Regions from separate parts of the Arachis hypogaea genome. Here region 1 is linked to region 2. Evidence: chromatin contacts called from public Hi-C data. All regions are on one chromosome and are shown on one strand. Each heading gives the region's core, a stretch centred on a gene start, on an enhancer-like site or on the middle of the called end of the contact. The rest is flanking DNA. Distances are from core to core; before and after follow the strand shown. Region 1 holds the start of LOC112792192. Region 2 has its middle 11 kb from the start of LOC112792188.

The links. Hi-C and Micro-C count contacts between places; a contact is called where the count stands out from the background.
Region 1: a Hi-C map of leaf shows a contact between it and region 2, with 2.0 times the contacts expected there. The contact joins the promoter of LOC112792192 here to the enhancer-like site in region 2. A contact is called at or near these places in 4 of 8 Hi-C or Micro-C datasets (leaf and an unstated tissue).

The regions. Positions count from the first base shown.
Region 1 is chr13:140,063,181-140,067,818 of arahy.Tifrunner.gnm2.J5K5, forward strand. LOC112792192 reads left to right here and starts at 2,433. Exons shown (of 14, transcript XM_025835328.3): 1 at 2,433-4,638.
Region 2 is chr13:140,028,295-140,032,999 of arahy.Tifrunner.gnm2.J5K5, forward strand. No RefSeq gene overlaps it. Among protein-coding and RNA genes, the nearest start is that of LOC112792188, 11 kb to the left of the region's middle. Within about 2 kb of position 3,172, at least 1 of the 3 cell types and tissues checked has open chromatin away from gene starts, as enhancers often do.

The sequences.
Region 1 (4,638 bases), core at 1,183-3,682, 34 kb after region 2:
ACCTGATCCCATGATTGAAGATCTAGGATCATCATAAAACGGTGAGGGTAACTTTAAGGAGCTCAGTTTGAGCCTGACCAATGGGGAGCTACACTCCATTTGATCTGCGTCTTTGGTGACATCTTTTTTCTGTTTCTTTTAATGATTTTCTTAATGTGAAATTGTTGTAGTGTTGGTGGAAGTTCTTTTACTACTTTAATTAGAGATATTAAAAGAGTATCATATTAATTTTTTAGTTCTCCTTGAAATTCATATTAGTGGGGATAGAGGAACTAATATTAAAAATAAGTTGTCTTTTGACAGTTGTTTTGCAGAAAAAGTCAGAGAGTACTTTGGAGGTATTTAGTGTTTGTGGAATTCTGTTGAATGGATAGTGGATATTTTGTAAAGTCAATAATAATTCGTGCATATGAGGATGTTAGGAAAGGACTTACAGCCATGGGTTTTTACTAGAGTGTATGGAAGTCTTCAGAGACTACATAGAAAAGAAATCTGGAAGAATCTAAGGGAGCTAATTTCGCAAAATAGTCTCCCTTGGTGCCTGGCTGGGAATTTCAATGTGCTGATGCATAATTTTAAAAGACAAGAAGGAGCAACTACTCAATTTAATGGTGCGTGTGTTGAGTTTCAATAGAGTGTTTCTGACTGTGGACTTTTAGACTTGGGATACTCAGGATATCCCTTTACCTAGAAGAAAGGAAATTTGGTCAAAAGATTAGATCGTGGTCCGAGCAACATGGATTGGTAGATCAGATTTTCGAAAGCAAGAATAAAGCACGTACTTATGTTAAAATCTGATCATGTTCCTTTCTATCTTCAACTTTCTACTGCTCCCTCATCTAACAGAGGGAGAAGACCATTTAGATTTTTAGTATCTTTGTTATCCCATCCGGACTTTAATAATATAGTTTCTAACCATTGGAAAATAGAAACTAATTGGTTCCGAGATGTTGCAAACTTTCAAGATTCTCTTAGAGTATGAAATTCCACAGTACATGGGAATATCTTTTGAAGGAAAAGTAGAATTCTAAGAAGATTGCATGGCATCATGAATGACTTGAGTGTGAATTACAACCCTTATTTAGAAGATTTCGAAGTTACTCTTTGGAAAGAATATGAAGGTCTCCTTTCCCAAGAAGAGATGTTATAATTTCAAAAGTCTACATGCAAATAGATAGAGTACAGCGATAGAAATACTAAATATTTTCATGGTACCATTATGGTCAGAAGAAGGAGGAATAAGATTATTTCTTTGCAGGATGAAGGGGGTAATTGGATACATGATAGTCACATCCTTGAAGTAATGGCCACGACTTCCTATACTAATCTATATTGTGATGATCTCCCTAATGTTCCCTTTATGATTAATGGTGCTTTTTAGACATTAAGTGATAAAGATAGGACTCTGATTGGCTGTAATGTCTCCTATAAGAAAATTAAAGATTCTCTTTTTAGCAAGGGTAGTTTAAAGGTATCTAAAAAAGATGGTATTTACTATTTAGGCAGGCTTTTACTAGAAAAAATAGGATTTTGTGGGACCGAATTTGTGTAGGATGATTGAGAAGATTTTCTTCCAGCCTCAGAAAATCAAAGAGATAATGAGACCTTTACTTATTACTAATCTAAATCAAATAAAGCTTATCAGTTTATGTAATGTCTCAAATACAAAGTGATCACCAAAATTCTGGCCCAAAGGCTATGGAGGGTTATGGAAAAGCTAGTGCAGCCAACCCAATATAATTTCATCCCAGGGAGACATAGTTTTGATAATATTATCATCACCCAAGAAATTATCCACTCTATGAAGATTAAAAAAATGTCTAAAAGGATGGATGGCGATTAAAATCGATCTAAAAAAGACTTGTGAAGACACTCTGGTTGATATTGGGATGCCCCTTAGTTCATCTTGATGGTAACCAGTTCTATTTTTTCACGAGGATTAGGATTCTACGGAATAGGAAAACCTTGGACAAGTTCTCTTTTTAAAGAGGAATTTAGCAAGATGACTCTATTTCTCCTTATAATTTTGTTCTTTGTATAGAAAGGCTCTCTCATCTCATTATTGTTGTTGAAGATCATGACATTTGGAAGCCTATCAAGCTGAACAAAGAGTGCCCTGAGTTTTCTCATCTACGTTTTGCTGATGATTTAATTCTCTTTGCGAAAGCAACTATGGACCAAGGTGAGGTTATTAATAAGGTACTTGAGGCCTTCTGCTCTAGGTCGGGTAAAAAAGTTAGCAATGAAAAGATGCGTATCTTCTTTTTGAAGAATGTGGGTGATAATATGAGAAGTCAGATAAGTAGTATCCTTAAGTTCTCCAAAACTGATGACTTGGAAAAGTACCTTGGTATTCCTCTCCTCCACTGTAAGGTCTCAAAAAACACATATAATGACATTATTAACAAGATGAACTATAGACTAAACAGTTTGAAAGATGCTTCATTGTCTCCAGCAGAAAGAATTATACTGGTGAAATCTGTTCTCTCTTCTTTTCCAAGTTATACTATGCAAACTATTCTTTTACCAATTTTTACTAGTAACTTGGTTGATCGTAAATGTAGAATCTTTTTTAGAGAGAGACTGAACAATCTAGAAAAATCCATATCATCAATTGGAGGGATCTTAGCAGACCAAAAACTTCGGGAGGGCTTGACATCCGCCATACTCGTGAAGTTAACCAAACCTTTATGATAAAGAGTGGTTGGGGCCTTGTGGAGAAGAAGGATGCTTTATGGGCAAGGGTGGTCAGGGCCAACTACGAATGTGTGAGCGATTTGCTGCCAAGAGTAGAAAGGAAAAATAATTCCTCGAATCTTTGGAAAAGGATATGTTCGGCTTGGAAGGGGGTCGATGAGAACCATATCTGGTGCATTGGTGATGGTGCTAACATTAAGTTCTGGAATCATAATTGCGTGCCCAATCTCCGATCTTTAACCTAATATTTGGAACAGGTGATAACAGAGTCCGTATCAAGTTTGTGTCTAACTGGCTTTCTTTCTGTTTCAGGTGAGTGGGACGAGAGTAAGCTCAGGGAGTGACTCCTTGATTACATTGTGAGAAAAATTCAAGCACTATCGCCTTTGTCTCCATGAAAGTGTCCATATTCTATTGCTTGGGCGCTAACATCTGATGGGACGTTTAGCTCAAATTGGCCTACAACTTTTTCAATAAAATTCTCGTAGATTCATATCAGACTTTCAAGGTAGTTTGTAAGTGGTATAGTCTGGAAAGAATTCGTTCCTTCATGTGGCTAGTTTCTAACAATGCAATCCTAACGAATGTAAAAGAAGGAAAAGATACTTAGCAACGGATGCCAACTACCCCAGATGTAACCGTTAAGAAGAGAACTCCTTGCATGTTCTCAAATACTGTTTCTATGCCAAGTCTGTGTGGAGTCTCTTGAAACCTCATGAGGCTATGTTCAAATTCTCTAATCTCAGCCTCAAGGATTGGTTCACTAGGAATGTATTAGCAAGAAGTGACTAGGCTTGTAAGTTTTGAGTTACTAGTTATTCTCTTTGGTTTTATCGTAACTCTTTTATCTTCGAAGGAAAAAGGGTGAAGCCGAGTGTTGCGACGAGTTCAATTTGAGCATGGAGTGATAAAATTCTGTACACCATGAAGTTTCGGTCCTCCTTGTATCATACCAGGAAGGATACTAATAAGCTAATTCGGTGGCTGCCCCTAGGGCACTACACCAAGTTAAACGTATATGGATCATTCTTCTCGGAGAACAAAAATGCAGCTTTTAGAGGTATTTTTAGAAATCATTTGGGTAGGTGCGTATTGGGTTTTTCTTGCAATCTAGGAAGGTGTTTGATTACTCATGTAAAATTGCGAGAGATTGCTAAAGGGCTTAGTATTGTTGTTGCTCCCAACTTCTAGTACCTCATCATTGAGTTAGACTCCTAGTCAGCTATAAATTTTATCAATAAAGGCTGCTTAAATTTGCATCCTGTTAAACCTTTGCTGGAAGACATTAAGATCTTGGTGAGTATGTTACATCATGTAGGTTAGAAACATACCTTGAGAGAAGCTAATACTGGCATAGATCTTTTGCTAAGAAAGGGCAGAATCTTCTCATGTGAACTCACATTTTTTAAAAGACCCTGCCAGATACTCTTCAGGCTCTATCATCCGATATGAGTGGAAGTTTTAGAGTTTATAGGTTCTTAGGATGCGTTTGGTCTGCTTTTTTATTTTTTGTTTTTATTTTCAGTGTATTTTATTTTTTAAATTTTGCAAAAAAAATAAAAACAATAAAATCATGTTTTTTATTTTTACCTCTTTTTTCACTTTTTTCTTCACAAAATAAAATAATACTGAAAATAAAAACAGAAAATAAAAACACCCTTAATTTTTCTTGTTTGGGTTTCTAAATCTCTTTTTCCTCAACAAAAAAGCACTAAACATTACTTTTGGGCTTGGAAGTTTGTGCTCTAACTCGGTTACAAAGAAAAAACAGGTCCATGAAAAAAGCCCAAATAGCGCCCACTAGCGGTTGCCGCGATTTTCTAAACCCTACGGGAAAACCAGTACCGCAATTGGCTGCCTTGTGTTGTGCGCGAGCCAGACTCGGCAGCACTTACTCGCCTACTCTTACTCGAACGCAGAAGAAGCAGCGGCAAAGACCGT
Region 2 (4,705 bases), core at 1,922-4,421:
TACTAATTGTATGCTGGTCATGAAATAAAAAAATTTAAAATTTTATAAAAATACAATATATTATTTTAGACTCATATTTTTCTATTAAATGATAAGAATAATTAAGAACACATGTTAATTAAATAATGTTATTTTATTTGTACAATAAAAAATTTAAATTTTATAAAAACGCTTAATAATTAAAAAATACATGCAATATTTTTAAACTTCATAAATTTTATAAAAGTGTTTACAATAACTTTTAAATTTTATAAAATTGTTTACAATAATTATAAAAATACTTACGATAAAAATTTATAAATTTTATAAAATTATTTAATTTAAAATTATTATACAAATTTTAGTTGTATTTGTTATAAAATAAATGAATACAATAAATTTTTTAAAAAATTATAACCATATATTAATACAAAATGAATGAACAAGATTCAGTATATTACAACTAAGTTTATAAAAAAAAATCATCTTTCTACTAAATTGGTTTAAGTTAAATTGAATTACACACGTTTTGTATCCCTAACAAATCGTTTAAGATCAGCCAAATTACTTTAAACCGCCCTTTCCTACTAAATTAATCTAAGTTAAAACGATTTCCTATCATTTCTTGGTAAATAGTTTTAAACTACATCGATTTATATAAACATATTTTGAAAACGAACCTTAAAATAGGACAATCTAATCATATTAGAAGCCAATCAATTTAAAAATATATTTTATCCTCGTTATTTATTTTTTGATTATGTTACATTGCATAATATTTTTAAACTTAGAAGGAAGATTGTAACTTTATAATAGAGAAAAAATATCAAATATAATATACATATTTTTATAAATTTAATTAGAGTATTCTCTATTCACTCAATTATTATGTATAAAAAAACCTTAATTTTACTTTATTTTATTTTAAATCATAATGTTTATATTTGATCAAAACTTCGATGATAGAAAAAAGTTAGAGAGAAGCTGTGACGAGGTGAAAGAGTGAGAGGGTGAGAGAGAGAGAGTGGGTTTTAGAAGAAGGGATTGCACTAATTTAAATTCAGACCCAACTTTTAAACCTTGTGTTTCATTCATTGAATTTTTATCGAAGTTTGACTGTTAGTACTTAGTAATATCCTAACGTTTTTTCTCCCAAGTTATGATATTGCATTTCATTTAAAAGGAGTTACAGGGTTCAAAGAGCGACAAATAAAATAAAATAAAATAAAATAAAGGGTTCTCCTACTTTGAATGAAATGCTACAAAAGGAAAGTAAAGTAGAAATATCTTAAGACAAAAAAAAAAGACTCATAGACTCATCTTGTAGCACAATTTCCAATTCAATTTCTTTGTTGCCCCCATGATATTTTATGCTGTAATTTTCTCACCTTCGAACACTAGTGTTTCGATCTCTCCAAATGCCCTAGTAGATTGCTGCAAATAAACAGCATCGATTCTGAAGCCATAACTTGGAAGCCCAGAGGTGAAGCTCCCTAGATTTCTCCCAGGTTGTCCACACCTCCGAAAACTCTGAGAATAGAAGACAACAGAATTAGTTAATTCTACTACTACCAAGATAGAAAAAGAGGAAGAGAACTCCAACGACTAGTTCTCGAACGGCTCTTAATCACAATAGTTATTCTTTCTCTATTAAGATTTGTGTGTGCGTGTGTGCGCGCGTCGGATTGCCTAATTGTAAGGTCAAGAAAGAATAATAACAATTCACAAATACAATTAAAATTTTTTAATTACAATTCAATTCCCTTTTCTCTCCTAGTTTTCACATGGTATCAGGTGCTTTTGGTTCTTGATCCATGGCCCTTGTCACTGCTCTCTCTGCAACCAATTAAGGTCTTCTCAACCCCATTCCAGATAAACTCACAGAGACGAATTATGTTACCTGACAGCGACTTGCTTTGTTTACCATTCGAGGCCAAAGTCTTTAAGATCACATTTTAAAAGAAAAATTTCAAAAAATGTATGATTCTGATGCAGATGCTGTTGGCACCACCTCTTCTACCGATATAAAGTGGATACAATATGACTATAATCTTTGCTTTTGGTTGCTTGCATCTGTTGATAATGACTTCAGAATCGCATGGTTTGTTGTGAATCAGCTTATGAATTGTAGACCAAGATCGAGCAATATTTTGCTTCCTCTATTAAAACAACCATCAAACACAACTCAAGAGCATTAAGAAATTTAATCTTTCTACTACTGATTACATTGCTAAGGTAAAGACTATTGTTGACTCATTTCTTGCTATTAGTTACGCTGTCCCAAGTAAAGATCATATTTCTGCTCTTTGTGATGTCCTGCCTGTGAATTTTTCAAATTGTATTACCACCATTCAAGCCAAATATGAACTATACACTATGGTAGAAATTGAATCCATGTTTGTTTCTCATGAAGAAATGCTGGAATGATTTAGACAAACATTTCTTAATATGGCTCATGCGAATCTTGCACAACCTGCTTCATCTTAGTCCAGGTTTTTTGGAAGAAACAATGATGGTAGAAGAGGAGCTTGAGGGGGACGTTTTGGTAGAAGATACAAAACTCCTGGGCAATACAATTCAAGACCCAATTGCCATCTTTGTAATCAAATTGGCCATTCTGCATTGCGATGCTTCTACAGGTTTGACCAAATTTTTCATGGTTATTTTCAAAATTTTTCTTAACAATCCTCCACCATCCTCTTTTCACAATTCTTAATCATTCTTGGCCATTTCTACAATTTCTGACTCTTCTTAGAATTCTGATTGGGTGCTAGTCATCACCTTACTAATGATCAATTAAATCTCATGACAGTATCAGACTATATTAGACCAGATATTATTCATGGCCAATGGTGTAGGTATACCAATATAGAGTTTTGGTAATTCTATTTTAACAAATATTCTTACACAACACTATTTTTATCTGAAGGATATATTATTTAATCTTCTAGTTGCTAAAAATTTTTTTAGTGTCTCTAAATTCCGTCTTGACAATAATGTGTTTTTTGAGTTTTTTACTTTTCACTATCTTGTGAAGTCACAGATCAATAAAGAAATTCTACTTCAAGGACAACTCAGGAAAGGGGTTTATGTTTTTGAAAATGTTAAGATCCCTAAGCAGATTGATGATACTACCCCTTTTCATGTTTTTCTTACATAGTATAAAGCTAGCCTGTTAGATTGGCATAGGAGATTAGGACATTGCTCACACGCTATTGTTTCAAAAATTGTGAACTCTTGTAATTTGTCTTGCTCTAATAAAAATACTTAATAGCACCCGTGTGAACACGACAATATGGCAAAAATGCATGCTCTCCCTTTTTCTCTCTCTCTTAATCTATCATAGGTTTTTTCCAGGTTTATTTTGATGGTCATGATCGTTTTTCATAATTCTTGTTCCTCATAGTGTGTATCACTTGTTGTGCAACAAGAATATTATCTAAATTAATCTTGCTAGAAAATAAAATTTGCTTAAGTGTTAGAAATAAGAGTAGACATAAAAATTTTAAGTCTAGTAACAATAATTTTAGTGATAATCTTATAGAAAATATTGTATAGGCTAGTAGGTCTAAAATTACTAAAATTTTTAGAAAAAGGAATCTTGGGAATAATAGATGTAGCGATTTAGTAGCCTAGGCAATCTTACTAGGTTCATTAAAAAACAAACTTTACCCACTCCATAACCAAATTGGCAACAATATTCTACGAATGTTGAAAAACTTGGTAGAAATCCTATCACTTCCTGGCACCTTCCAATTTTTCATACTTAAGATGGCCTCTTTGATCTTTTCTAGCTTAACCTCCCTGCCAACATATTCATATTTTTGGTCTAGCAACCTAAAAAATACCATGAGATGGGAAAAGGGTTGGTTTCCATATCTTTAGCATAAAGGGTTTTAAGAAATTAAGTTGGTTTCCATATCTTTAGCATAAAGGGTTTTAAGAAATTGACTTACCCAATTGTATTGCTTCCGGTATTTTCTAGTTGTTGAGTTTAGAAAACTAAACTATCATTAAGGTGATGACTAAACATTATTGGATTATTTGTTTGTATGATTTTGTTGTGTTTGTGTGCAGGAAATTAATTAATTCACATTGGCTCAAAAAGTATGAAAAATAAGCCCATATTGCATCTATCCAATATGATTCAAACAAAGCACTCATATCATAATATGAATTGCTATGAAAGCAAACAATCTAAAAAAAGAAGATAAGAAAAGAAATATGGCCCAATATCAAGTTCAGCTTGAACAAACTATTCATTCTAACAATCTTGATCCAAAGATTAAATGGCTGAACCATGAGAAGAAAGAAAACAAATTGGCCCAAAAACAAACATAAAGCCTAAGCCGGTTGTCCATATTCAAATCCATTCCTCCAACTTAGGTTCTAACTAAGTGGCTTAATTCCATTTCATTTGAACAATTCACTTCACCCACCAAACCAAAATTCTCTCTTCTCTCTACTCTTTCTTTCATATCACATCACCATCTGTAACAAAAAGAAAGAATGGGAACGTTCTGAAGCTAGGGCAAAGGGTAGAACAAAAAGCTTATTTTCAAATTCAAGCAAGCAAGAGAAAAAAAGGGCTACAACAAGGAGAATGATCACATCAAAAAAGAAAATCATAATAAGGAGATTTTTTTATTTGTGCTTCATCAAGGAACATTGAAGAAATCAACTGGGTCACAAGCACTATTCTAAAAAACTATGAAAAAAGTGAAGT